2 separate regions of the Rattus norvegicus genome follow, and region 1 is linked to region 2. The links are chromatin contacts, called in public Hi-C maps. All regions are on one chromosome and are shown on one strand. The core of a region is the stretch at or near the end of the contact, and the rest is flanking DNA. Distances in the headings are between cores, read along the strand shown.

Region 1 (6,454 bases), core at 3,235-5,734, 230 kb after region 2:
CTTGTCAACACACCTCCTCGAAAAGAATTGCTGCTGCTAATCTTTGGGTGGAAGAGAAATGACATTAGAGGGAGGTTTGAGATGTAACGGCAGAAGGAAACACATATCTATGTTAGTGGAAACAATCCCTCATCAGATTTTAAAGCATCCGTGGCTATTGAAAATAAAAAAAACCCATAAACTATATAGTGGATATGAAGGAAGGCAAATGGACGGATAGAATTCGAAGGGGCTTGTATTTCACTTGAAGTGGTGGAATTGCACCTATTGATAGAGTGTGATGGTTTAGGGATGCACATTGCAACCCCGAGGGCAGCACTGAGCGTTAACAGATAAACTGAAATGAAACACTAACTATCCAAAGATGGGTTAATCAAGCGTCATGCTGAATAGTCACATAATCCAAAAAAAAAAGTAGAAAGTAGAGGAATAAAAGTTGGAACGGAAAACAGAACTCAGGAAATCTACTTTTAACGTAAGGACAAAAGATAAGGCATATACCCTGAGCTGAAAGGGCCATGCTACCAAAGTGGGGTTCAGAGAGGGGAATATTTCAGAGATAGTGAGGGGCATTTCGTAATTCGGGGTTCATTTCAACAAGAAGACACAGCATATTAAAAACACATTCATGAAAAATGCGTGAAAATGGAGGCAAAGGGACCTAAAGAGGAAGTGGACAAATCTCTTACCACAGAGCAGACTGCAACACCCTCAGTTGTTAAAAGGGAAAACAGAGGACTGGAAAGACAGCTCTGTTCCACTCACAAACACCATTCGAAGATGGCAATGGCCGTTCCATCCAGAAGAAACCGGGTGGCTCTGCCAATCGGCCCGAGTACACAGAGGCAAGAAGCTGAGGGGATATCACAAGAAGTTTCTTTCGTGCGTTTCTCCCTGTGAAGTCTGAGGAAGGCAAACACCACAGTGTTGTCAACAAAGACCAACATCAGCAAAGAGTGCCAAGGTGAGCCAATCCCAGAGCACTGAGGGGTATTTATATCCTTTCCAACATCATGTGTCCTCTCAAGTGTCCGCTCCAACAGAACATTGCCTTTCCTAGGCAGCTTCCAGAAAAACACCACATGTCTGTTCTCAGCAAAACATCCTCTCATAAGGCAGTTTCCAGAAAAACACCACATGACACATCTGAGTGTCCAAAGAAACCAGACATTTCTACTTCGCGGGTTCAGTTCTCAGGATCTACCTGGTGGCTCTCAGCCCTCTGTGACTCCAGTAACTCCAGTTCTAGGGGATCCAATGCCCTCTCTTGGTCTCAGCTGGCACCAGGCACACGCACAGTGCACACACATACATAAAAACAAAATACTCATACATAAAATGAAAATAAGTAATTTGAAAGAAAAGAAGAACAGGCAGAAAATTAGCAAAGATTTGGAAGGCCTGAACTCTGTCAGCCATGTTGACTTGAGGGTTTACCTAGAACACTTCCTCAGTCCTAGCACAACAAGCATTCTTGCCAGATGCACAGGAAGCAGTCACAGAGATAGACCACATCTAAATATACTACCACCAAAGCACAGCAATGAATGGTGAAATCACTGGAAAGCTGTTCAGGAACTTTTCAGAGGGTCAAATTCATGCACTAAGTCAAACAGACCAAACCGAACAGACTCAAAACAGACGCTGAGCCTTGCTAAACACAGGAGACCTCGTAGCCAGCCCATGGACAGGTTGATTGATGAGGCTGTAATCAATTAAGTTGTTTTCTATTTCTCACCTTTGTTTTTCTTATAAATGCCACCTGGTCACGTGGCTGGCTGTAGTTCTCGGAACACACTGGGGTTGGAGGTGGGGAGGGGGTGGAAGGATGGGGGAATCAAGTTAGATAGAAGCAAGAAACAGTGCAGTGGCTGAGGGTAACAGCAAGGGCTGTGTACTCAAAACAGCTGGGAAAGGAGGAAATTGAGGACAGGTATGCTTAATATAAAACATTATATGCAAGTCCCAGATCCAGGTGCGATAGTACACACCTTTAACCTGGGACACACCTTCTTCTGGAGACCTACATAAGGACATTGGAAGAAGAAAGAGTCTCTTCTTCACCTGTCTGCCTTTTGGGATTGAGCAACTGCTAGATCCTTGGACTTCCACTCACAGCTGCTGCTGACCATTGTTGGGGGCTACAGACTTTAAGTCACCAACAAATTCCCTTACTATATAAAGACTACCCATAAGTTCTATGACTCTAAAGAACCCAGACTAAGACAAATGTGTACATTTATGGAAATATCATTGGAAATATGGAAATACCTTTAGTATTTTATGTATTGGTTAAAAATATTTAAAGTCCTACACATACACACATACCACAAAACATTCTTTGTTTACAAGAGCTGCCTAATTTGTAAATCCTTCTTGTTTGCTTTGCTCAAAGAAATTCCATGAAATTCAATTAATATAGAAATGTTCCTTTCAGCAAACCAAGGGATAATCTCCAAACGTCATGGGGTTCGTTTGGAAATCAATAACGTAAAGGCTACTGTGTTAAATCATGTGCGAGGTGTCTCCCATCTATCGCTTTTCTTTTCATAGGACTATTTTACAATAAAAAAGAAAACTTGAACTATTTTAAGGTGACCCAAAATGAGAATTTGGTGATATTAGTGGTGACAGTCCCTTCTCATTGATAAAGACCCAGATGAATAGGGCTTCCCACAACTCTGGAAGGACAAGCTTGTCACAACCAACTACAAGACAGAATGAAAGAAACCCTCGTGTGTGCACATTGTGAGACATGAGTCAGGGTTCTGTGTGCTCTGTGACATTTGATCACAGCAATCAAGGATTCAGTTCCACTTCGGGGGATGTAGCAACATTAAAAGAAGATGAGGAAAACCTTTAAGACCCCTGACTTTTCTCCAGCAGCCCCTTCTTGGCATTACTCTTCATTACTCCCTTCTTTTTCAACCCTGCCCATTCCCTCGATTTCAGAATCTCTGACAGAGACTGGACCAAAGGTTATCAGGTACAATGACCAGTGCTGGCTTGGGCCATGGTGCTGTAGGACCTGGTTCTCCTCACAGCCCTGCCCACTTTGGTCAAGCATCACCTAAGATTATTAACAGCCTCCATTACGTGGCCAGAGTAAAACCCCTGACCCAGCTTTGAGAATACGGGCAGAGCAGTCTGAATGCTCAGCCTTATTCCCCTTACCTGTGAAGTATGGGTGATTATCTGCTTCACAGAGGGTGTGAGGTTTTCATAAGATGGACGATACAGAAGGTCCTCATCGGCAACAGAAGAATCTCACAGATGACTCAGTGCTGAAGGGCCTCTAGGGTAGCTGATCCGGAGAGCAGTCTCATACTAGAGGGATGGTGGAGATGGGCAGGGCGCCATCAGAATTTCTGTTCTCCCCTCCATGGGGTGGACTTGGTACCCATAACCTAAGTGCAGAGGACATGGAAACAGGGGGCCCCTGGGGCTGACTGACTATCCCTCAAAGCTTAACTGGTCAAACTCCAGGCCAGTAGGTAAGAGAACCTGCCTTTAGAAGTATTAGGAAGGTGGGTTGTGCCTGAGAAATGACTCTCGCACACACACCCCCTCCCCCTTCCCCGTCCATCCTTCCTCCCTCTCCCCTTCTCCCTCTCTCCCCCTCCCTCCTTTCCTCCCCCCTTCATATGTCACCTATACAAACATATAAAAACTAATGTATTACAGAGGGCACCAATGGATACATATTCAATTCATGTCGATCACTGCTGTTACCTTCATGGAATTCTCAGACATTATTTGAAAGTTAATTAGTTCTAGGAAAGTATTCCATGGCTATAGCTCATCTCCAAGTGACTTGTGAGGATTACATGAACATCAAAGTGCAAAACAATGAGGCCTTTTTCAATCCCTCAAGGGTTTTCAGAGAACGCCTGTCTTATTAGAACAGTCAACTAGAAAGTTTATAAACCAAAGCTGCAGGATCAGTTCCTTCATAAAGCCGCACTAACTCCAAGCCCAAATCACCAGTTGTCACTACCATTCAGCTGCAGGTCTAGCTGTGGCCAGCAGAGGGCAGTGTTGCACACAGACTTTGCCATTTCTTTGGAAGCTCCACTGTCCATAGTTTGGGGTATCCTCCCCCCCCCCTATTTTTTAATCTCCAAACTCTGAAAGAAAAGCCATGGCATTTCAGAGGCGACTGCTTTCCCCCACAGGATCTCATCTGCTTGTGCTGCATTTTGATACCCTGCCTGTTTCTGCTGGCTGCAACAGGCTCGGGTGATGTGGGAAGGCATTCTAAACTAGGAGGGTGGAGATGGGCCTTGCAATACGTGTACCCTGGAAAGTGGGGGCGCCCCCAAGCCCCCACCTCTCCCTAGAATCTGCTTGTGCGGCCACCTACTCTCCTGGTCTTTTCTTGGGTCTCTTTTCACCCACCTTGTTTCTGACGCTGACTCCACGCACTTCTCTCCCACACCATAGCAACCCTGGGACTCCAGTGACCTCCAGTGGTGCCTAATTGAGAGGTGCTTGTGAACATTTTCAGAAGCCCGTGTGTGAGACTCTGGGACACGCCCTGTAAGGAAATGTGTGGCTCTTTCGTGTCTCTCATCTCTTCATAACTCCAGCACCGCCTTCTTTGAAAAGCCTCTCTGGACGGAAAGGGAGAGTCTTGGTGTCCGTGCTCCCCGCGTGGGGTAGCCTGTCTCACCCAGTGACTGGCAGGCTGCATCGGGCCCAGAAAGTTGTTCTTTCCTTCCCCGAAGACTTCTATAGACAACAGCCCCTGGCCTCTGTTTCTGAAACTCCCACTCACCCTCGCATCCACTAGCCATCTGTCTCCCTCCCATATTTCTGACCTTTCAGAGAACAGATGAGTCAGACACCCTGTCTAGAGTCCACAGACATTCGCTTCGTCTTCAGCCTCTCCAGATCATGTGCGCTGGTGACTACATCTAACTTTCTCCTTGAACTTCCTGCCTCGTTTTCTCCAGTGGCCTTGTCTTCAGCCCCACTTCCTCCTTGGAGCAGCATGGCAGTCCTCCTGTGGGCAGCACTGCCCTGGATGTCCCCAGTCCTCCCAGGGGCATCCGGGTCTGTCCTGTTTTAAGCTCCTGGGGTCGTTTTCTCTCCTTGTGACACAAGATGAGTGTGGACCTGGTTCTCAGCATCGGCGCAGAATGACATTTTGACCACAGAGATAAGCTTAGAGGTAGACAGTGAGGGCAGCCATACCATCAGCCAGCTGCAGAGCCAGTGGAATTGGGAGAGAAATTCTCCTTCCTGTTGGAGGAGCTAGAACAGGGGATATTGGTATACAGAAAAGGATGAAAGGAAGAGAGCGTAGACAATAAGTCAAGCCTGGCCTCAGGGTTTTCAATGACACGAATTTATATATTCCTCCCCCACCCCCCCACCCCCCACCCCCACCCCCTGCCCCCCACCCCCACCCCCCACCCTCCCATCCCCCCACCCCGTTTAAAAACCAATTAGAGCTTCCTTATCCAGCTTGCCTGCACCTAGACCTGTTTCCTGTTCAGGGCGGTTGTAGGAGCCGCTGGTAATCCTGTTGTCTCAGGCAGACTGTCGGTGTGGTGTCTCCTGTAGGCGATCAGAGCGATCACTCTGTTCACCGTTGTGCTTACTGTTCTTAGCAATGCCGAAGCTCCGATGGAACCAAAGGCTGCTGCTGTGGTGTTGGAAATTACGGCAACGTAAGGCAGCCGGTTACAAAGGGCCACAAAACTCAGCGGTTTTGGAGGTCCTTTCTGAAGTTCTCTCCTCAGGAACAGCCCACCTCCTTCCCGCTTCTGTCGGTTTGGTGCATCTCATAAGAAGAGCCCCCGAGTCCTGGGCCTCCTTCCCACCACCCGGATTAGAGTGTGACCACTCTCAGTAAATGTCTGCTGTGGAGTTTTGATTTTAGCAATCTGCTTTTCCTCCGGTACACGGGTACACACTGGCCAATGCCAGCATTCAGGAGGCTGAGGCAGGAGGATCTGGAGTTTGTGGCCAACTTTGCGAGACTAATGCCAGCCTTAGAAAGCTCCAAACCAAACATATAACCATCTCAGAGGCGGGCTCTGGCCTAGTATAAACAGGGCCCTGAGTTTGATGTCGAGATAAAACCACACACCCTATTTTCATAGTGTTCTGAGCACTTGATTGTGAAGCTTTCTCTGCCCTCTCAAATTATGAATTATAACTTATCTTTCCGTGTGCTAGTTTTAAAATCCAAGTGATCTATTAAAAACAAAACACCTATGGCTAGCAGTGCTGTTAGCCACAAGGCTTACACAGGAAGTCTTCATCCTAAACTCTAGTTTCTCTGTCTCATGAATTGTTCAGCCCTCTGTTTTGGGAAGGGAGGGGCATTTTATTAGTTTCTCTAATAAACATTTTAAACAGAGTGCTCAGACTGCAGGTCCTTGGATCTTAATAGTGTATCAGGAGATAATGGCAGAGGATGCTCCCAGAATTAGTCAGACAAGTG
Region 2 (6,735 bases), core at 3,669-6,168:
TCCTCTCTGTACTCAGGTCTGAGACTGTCTGCTTCTGCCTCTAGTTACTAAAGGTTGGGTAAGAAGGGCTCTAGAGACACTTTTGGACTAGTGGTGTCTGTGGAGGCATCCCTGTCTGTCCCTGAGGCGCCCCGATCTAACCTAGGTACGGGCCGCATTGATGTTGCCTTTCTGCCTGTTCCTCTATATGAGTTCTGAGAAGAGCACAGCTCTCAGAATGCCCTCTCTCCTCTCCCTCTGGTGCTAGTCCTTACTGTGGCTTCCTCCTCAACTCCATCTTCCCCTCGGGAATTTTGGATGGCTTCAGAGGATGAAGCTTATCTTGTGTGATGTGCTGAGGCCGGGGTTCTGTAGTTACAGGGTGTTCTTGTGGGGAGCTGCTTTTTTACCACTGTTTTCTCAGGATGCTCAGTGGAGCCCTTGGATAGATTTGCGGGCATGGTTGTGGGAAGCCCTCACCTCTGCTCTCAGAGTACAGTGTAAGTACCCATCTCACAGTCACAGGGCTCCATAAGGGGCTTCTGTCATCTCACGCCGCTGTATAGGCATGGGAACGAGTCGACAAGGCTGCTTCAGACTCTCACTGTCTGTTCCTGCCCTTTCTCTTCTTCCTTTGCCTCCCGTCTGCCTCTTGAGCAACAGGACCACCTTAATGCTTTTAAAATTTACTTAGTTCTCACGTTGTCCCATCTCTGGATCATCTCTCAGCTACTGTTCCAGTGTCCTGCCTGCCTGCCTGTCTGCCTGCCTGTCTGATGCCGTGCTCTCTGCTGTGATGGTCATGGACTCCAGTCTTATAGAACTATGAGTCCCAAATTAAATGTTTTCTTCTGTAAGTTACCATGGTCGTGGTGTTTTGTCACTGCAATAGGAATGTATCAGCAAGAGGATTGACCTCTGAAGTCATTCAGATGTGGAGACAGTGAGCTCTACTTCCTTCTCATGTTTCCCCGAGTCCAACCATTCCAGTGAGGCTGTGTGGATGAGTCAGCGACCTAGAGCACCTCAAAATAGACTCATAGCGGGAAGTTTAGGGCTTGGGGAAGTAAATACAAGAGGATCACACAGGTTCAAATAGACTTGAGGCCCCTGCATGGCCTATTAGCTTCAAAGTATGGGGCTAGGCGTGACCATGGTAACATTAGGAGGGATCTGTGGACCTGTGTGCCCTATAGTCCCCTGTCCCTGCCTGCTGCTGTTTTATTAAACATTCCTTTATTGTAACAGCATTTATGAGGATCTGTTTGCAAAGAGGAAAGGGTTATTTTCACTGTGGTTTCAGATGACCTTAGAATAAGCATTCTATTGCCACCCAAGAAAGGACTTAAGACTCAAGAGAAAAGCATTGCTCTACACAGGAAGGATTCATTATTACGAGCCCAGACAGGCAGAGGAGACAGGGGCAAACACATGGCTGGAGGCTGAAGCAGCTGTGGACTGTGTTTGTGTGGGACATCAGCTAAGGCGACCGCTAATTGACTTCACTTCATTATGATGGCATCTCCATGTCATTAGCCTGGCAGGTTGTCTGTTCCACCACCCATTGGATGACACACATAAAAAAAAGGAATACAATCTATTCTAGAAAAAGCCAGCGTCCCTAGGACTCTGCGTGTGCCTCCAAACAGAACCTCTCCTCCTCTTAATTCATGGTACCAGTCACTTGATTCCCAAGATGTTTTACTTTGGGGTCAGATATTTTAAAATTTGTTTACTTGTCTACTTATTTCAATTAACTAGCTACAGCCCTCCCCGTTAGCTTTCTAATTTGGACCATAAATAATGCTTGATGGAATTTAATAATAGTGACTGCCTTCTGTGCATCTATGATCCCCCTTGACTGTAGAGCCTGCCTGAATAGTGAAGAAACAAGCAGTCACTTCTGTTTGTGAAACACAGGCTAGTGCCTTGGGTGGGAGAAGGAAGGGTCTCCTGTTCTTATCAGGCAGAGGCAGAATGTCTTATGAGACCCTTTCTTTGCCTCCTTCTATGCTCTGATGCCCTGGGTGATACCCCAAGGTCTCTCCCCTATACCCTATAGCTTCCCTCACAGTGATGTCTCCTATACCCCAAGCGTCAGAAGCACTCAGGATAAATATTGGAATGGCTTCATATAGTGGGTGATCGTGTCTGCTTCAACTCCAGGGGCTGCTCATATCACATTGGATTTGTAGGATCTCTTAGAGAAAGAGAGCTAGAACTGACCTGAAAACTTCTTCCCTGCCCGTTAGCCTTCACGGTGTTATGCAGGCTTCTCAGGGGAAAAAAGCCACCTGTGGTTTTTCCAGTAGTGGCCCCGACATCCAAAATGTTCTCACTGGTGCAACGGGGTATGAAGGTTATGGGGTAAGCAACTGCTTTCGGATTGGATGTGAGGCACGCTCCGCAGGAGGAATTCACACCCAGTACAGTAAATCTGGTCAAAAGCCCATGGCTTAGGAGATGACAGGCTCTAGAGGAGACCTATGGTTGTTTTACTAAGTTGACGTGTTAAAAAACTGCCTTCTAAGTATTTATAGACTGCCACTGTTGTCAACCCTGACCAGGGAAACTTTGGCTAAAGTGGGCAATGGTTAGAGCAGAGGAGAGTCAATCCCTCAAAGTGCTGAGATTGGCAGTCCAAGTGCTCAGCTTTGAGTGAGATGCCTATATCAATTTCACCAAGGCTGAGGGAACACCGCAGAAGAGAGGATAGGAAGAAGGTAAGATCCGGAGAATGCTGCAAAGACTAAACCCAGACTCCCTAGATCTGATCAGCCAACACACTGGTCCGTAGATGACACTTTCATAGGCTTCAGTGATAAGAAATATTTCTCCAGAAGAAGATCTGGAACCTTCCTCACAGTGCCTGGTAAAAACACTAAGGGGTCCAGAGCAAGAGCATCCAGACAGTTACAGGCATAGCCTACAGGTGTCCCACAGAGTGGAAGAACGGGACAGCAGTGGAACTTTTAAAGGACCAGAGGGCTCAGAAACCACCTTCGTGTAAGCTGTAAAAGAGGGATGCTTGAAAGACAACCATTTCCAGCCATGGAGCTCCCTTCCCTGCCCAGGGATTTCAGAATTAAGAAAGGGCTGTGTTTCATTCAGGGTTTGAGAAGAGTTGTCAATCTTGTGGCTGCTCCACCAGCAGGCTCCCCCAGGAGTCAGCTGCAGTGAGGACGGGCTGGCTTCGGTTCCCCATTCACTGAGATCATTGAGACCTACCGCCTCCTTCTAGGTTCTACAGACGAGGAAGGCGGCCCAAAATCCACCATAGGTCCCATTCACCACTGTTAGACACTCTGAATACTGGAGCCATGGTAAAACCGGGATGGATGTTTACAATTTATGATTTATGACATTCTAGGGAATTATGGGAATGAAAAAATACATTGCTGAGCTGGAGATGAGGCTCAGCTGGTTAGAATGCCTAGAATTCAATACCTAGCAGGACCGAAACCAGATATGAAGGCCTTTAAGCCTAGTATGAAGAAGTGGGGGTGGGGGGCAGGAGGACCAGAGGCTCACGGCGATCTTTGGTCACACAGACAGTTCGGAGCCAGTCTGGTTTATATGAGAACCTGTCTAAAACCATGAAATAATAACAAGAAAGTAAGTTGTGGAACTTCTTTGGAATTAAATTGCAAGGCGATTTATAAAATTTCTGGGTATCTTGACTGGAAAGTATCCAGCTAGTACACAGCTGAGGGAAGCCTCTGCCCTGTACACACAGTGACTGGCACTACCTCCATTGTCACCTGACCCATCTACATCCCACTGTTCTTGTTACCTAAGAGGCAGCCACTCTTCCTCTATCGCCCAGCAAATGGTTACTGTATATTCTTCATGCCTGGTACTGTGGGATCTGAATACAATGACAAGATCCCATTTTCCTCCATTTGACTCACAGGACGCTAGAGGGAGCCAAATATGTAAGTTGTCTGTGGATGGTGGGGGGTGGGGGGAGACAGAATTGGTGAGGCGAGAGAAGGAACAAGGCAAATCTCATTCATGGGTCTCAGGTAGTCACATCCTCCCGAAGCCCCTGGGGCTGCCCTGGAGACTCCATTCCAAGAATGAGGAGGTTTTAGTGAGGCACTAAATTGGGTCAGCCCAGAAATGACCTTTTGTCCAATTGTCTGGTTCACACCTGTGCCTGGTGGCACACGCTACACACTCAGGAGAAAAAGAAGTAACAGAAATAACCCTGAGAGTCTATCAAAGATTCCTCAGGAAACAGCACACGCCATCAAAGCCCGAGCTCCCAGCAGAAACACCTGAGCATCATGGTTATTAGAAATAGTCTCTTCTTTATTTCGTATAAAAAGTTTTGAAGTATTTGGGTTGGTAAAAGAAAAGCCACGGTAATATAAAGAGAATTATAGGAAGTTTTAAACAAAAGATGTTGGTTTGGGCGTTTGAGAAGGCAGTTGTGAGATTGCTTCTTGGTTTAATTATCCAGGCGGTCAAAGGTCTGGATCTGGAACTCCTGGAAGTCCTCTGGTATGGTGTCTGCAACAAGAAGGGTGGTGGTTAGGGAGGCTCCTTCCACACTGGAATCACAGCCCACTGCAGGCCACACAGGCCTCCTGTAGGGGGCGCTGTCTGCTCGCCCAAGACTCTCACAGGCTTGCAGCCATTTTCTATTTCAGGTTGCTTTGTTGTACATTGTTGGCTTAAAGCCCAGCGGGGCTTATTCATAGGCCTAGGGAAAATTAGCAGGCAGAGTGCCTTTTCAGTCTGTGATTATGTTTGAGTCTGATGAAAAGAAAGGCTGCCTGTAAATTAAACTGACGGAATTTCTCGCCGAACCCCTAACTCTAAACCATGCAGTTAAATTCTATGGGTTTCAATTTTCAGATTTGGCATGTTAACAGGAAAGCCCGGCTCTGCCTTTCTCTTATGTTATGCAGGGAACATCAGGTTTTAGTGAGCACGTGGTGTGAGCTTCAGGCTTTGGGGAGGATGTGTGTTACAGAAATGAGATCCCGTCCTCTCCTGGCCATTCCCTGTACTGTCTAAGCGTGAAGGCTACCTACCGTTACAGCGGTACTTGAGGTTGGACCAGATGATGTTTTCCTGAGAGAAGCAGAACACGCCCAGTCGGCCTCCGCGCATGGTGGTGTCTATAGTGACCCCGGAGTCAGCCACCAACTCTGAGCCTTCATAAAACCGCACCCTACAGAGAGCACAGGTATCCACGGTGAGGACGTGAGGACGTGGCCCCACTGCTGACTACGTACTCACCTCTTTATTCAGGCGTATTGTTTTCCACTGACTCTAGCTGGTCCCTCCCCAGTGAGATTAGAAGCTCCCCAGGAGTGTCCTCGCCTCCCTAACTTGGTTTTTAATAGGCCCAGCATGGCGTCCAGTGCATAGTTCCTGGATAGGTACTTGCTGGTTCCAAGGGGGTGTTTTTGCTGTCTTCTGGTGTGGCTGTGCCCAAGCATTTCCTATTTGGTTGTAGAGCAATCGATTCTTAGTTCTCTGCACTTTTAGGTTCAGATTGACTTTTCTAAAATTATATACATAGAGAGGTCATATTTTCTGTGGTTTCATTTTGGGACAGAAAAGGTACATTGAGCTCAATCAGGTAAGAACATGGTCACCCCTGTGGGCAGAGTCAGATGACACAAGACCACGGAGAACAGAACGTGAATTAGCTCTCACCACCTTATTTTCACTAGATGCCTCAGCCCATCTGGTGCCTTCCTGCCCTGACTGGCAAACCGTAATCCATACCCCTGAACACACCACACAAGCGCTGGCAAGTCTAGGACCTGAACACTGACTGCATTTCAACAGGAGCACTTGATCAAACAAACTAACAACAGAAACAGTCCTACAGAGAAACAGAGGCCTTCACTCCAGTCGCAGGATGGACAGCTCATGCTGTACACACACTGGGGAACTCAAGCTGGGCTGTGTGATGAGCACTAGTTGAGGCCCAGACACTGAGGCTGCCCTTTTGGAACTTATGACCCAGGAGAGAAGACAGACTGCGAGGGGCTCTTCAGTCAGTGTGTTCTGCACATAAGGAGGGCTCCATGGGGCCGGGAGGAGTCTCGGGATGTCTGGGTACCATCTCTTCTCTGCTGATCCCCCCACCCCACCCCCGCCATCCCTTCCCCCATCAGCTCCTCTCTCACACTTCCCTAAGAGCACACCCAAGGCATGGCGGACTTGGCTCTGCAGCTTGGTCCTACTGTCTAGGGATCAGTTAAGCCTGGTGCCTTTGCCCCACCTGTCTTCTGGAAGTCCTGCCCCGAGGACTCTCAGAGATTGGAACTGCTCAGGGAAGGGGAGATTCTGGTTTGCAGAGTATACTGAGTGCTTCCCTCCCCACCCACAGCAGAAGGGCCCTCAGCCTACCTGATGTAGCCCACCTGGGGCCTATGCTGCAGGAACCAGCGGTAGGACACCTTGTCCTTCCAGCCCACATTCCTGGAGTCCTTCCACAGCAGCCTGACCTGGTCGCTGGTGTCCCCTGTGTGCCACAGGGAGTTTCGGAGATGTTCCCCTGGGCCAGTTTTAGACTTCACGGCCTGGACAAAGACATGAGGAAAGCGTTAGGTCAGGACATGAAGAGCCTCTGTGCTTCAGATGTCTGAGGTAAACATGGAGGTGAGTTCATGCTTACTGCAAGGCTACATAGTTTTGTGCTGGCAAAAGCATAAACCTTCAGTGTCATTTTTACTGAGCTGGCCCCAGCTCTGTGGAACTTAGCAGTGGTTGGTGGCGTTATGCTATTCA

The links. A called contact is a pair of places that touch in the nucleus more often than the background predicts.
Region 1: a contact with region 2 is called in a Hi-C map of the A7r5 cell line, with 9 times the contacts expected there. The contact joins two enhancer-like sites. A contact is called at or near these places in 7 of 12 Hi-C or Micro-C datasets (the A7r5 cell line, the Rat2 cell line, Schwann cells and 4 more).

Annotation. Positions count from the first base shown.
Region 1 is chr2:25,948,382-25,954,835 of GRCr8, forward strand. It overlaps LOC108349921 (a long non-coding RNA gene), which reads right to left and starts at 982. Exons shown (of 4, transcript XR_005500505.2): 1 at 690-982. Within about 2 kb of position 4,485, at least 9 of the 93 cell types and tissues checked have an H3K27ac peak or open chromatin away from gene starts, as enhancers often do.
Region 2 is chr2:25,713,948-25,720,682 of GRCr8, forward strand. Thbs4 (thrombospondin 4) reads right to left here. Exons shown (of 22, transcript NM_017133.1): 20 at 6,355-6,527; 21 at 5,022-5,161; 22 at 4,272-4,494. The coding sequence ends at 4,433. Among named protein-coding and RNA genes, the nearest start is that of Thbs4, 43 kb to the right of the region's middle. Within about 2 kb of position 4,919, at least 16 of the 93 cell types and tissues checked have an H3K27ac peak or open chromatin away from gene starts, as enhancers often do.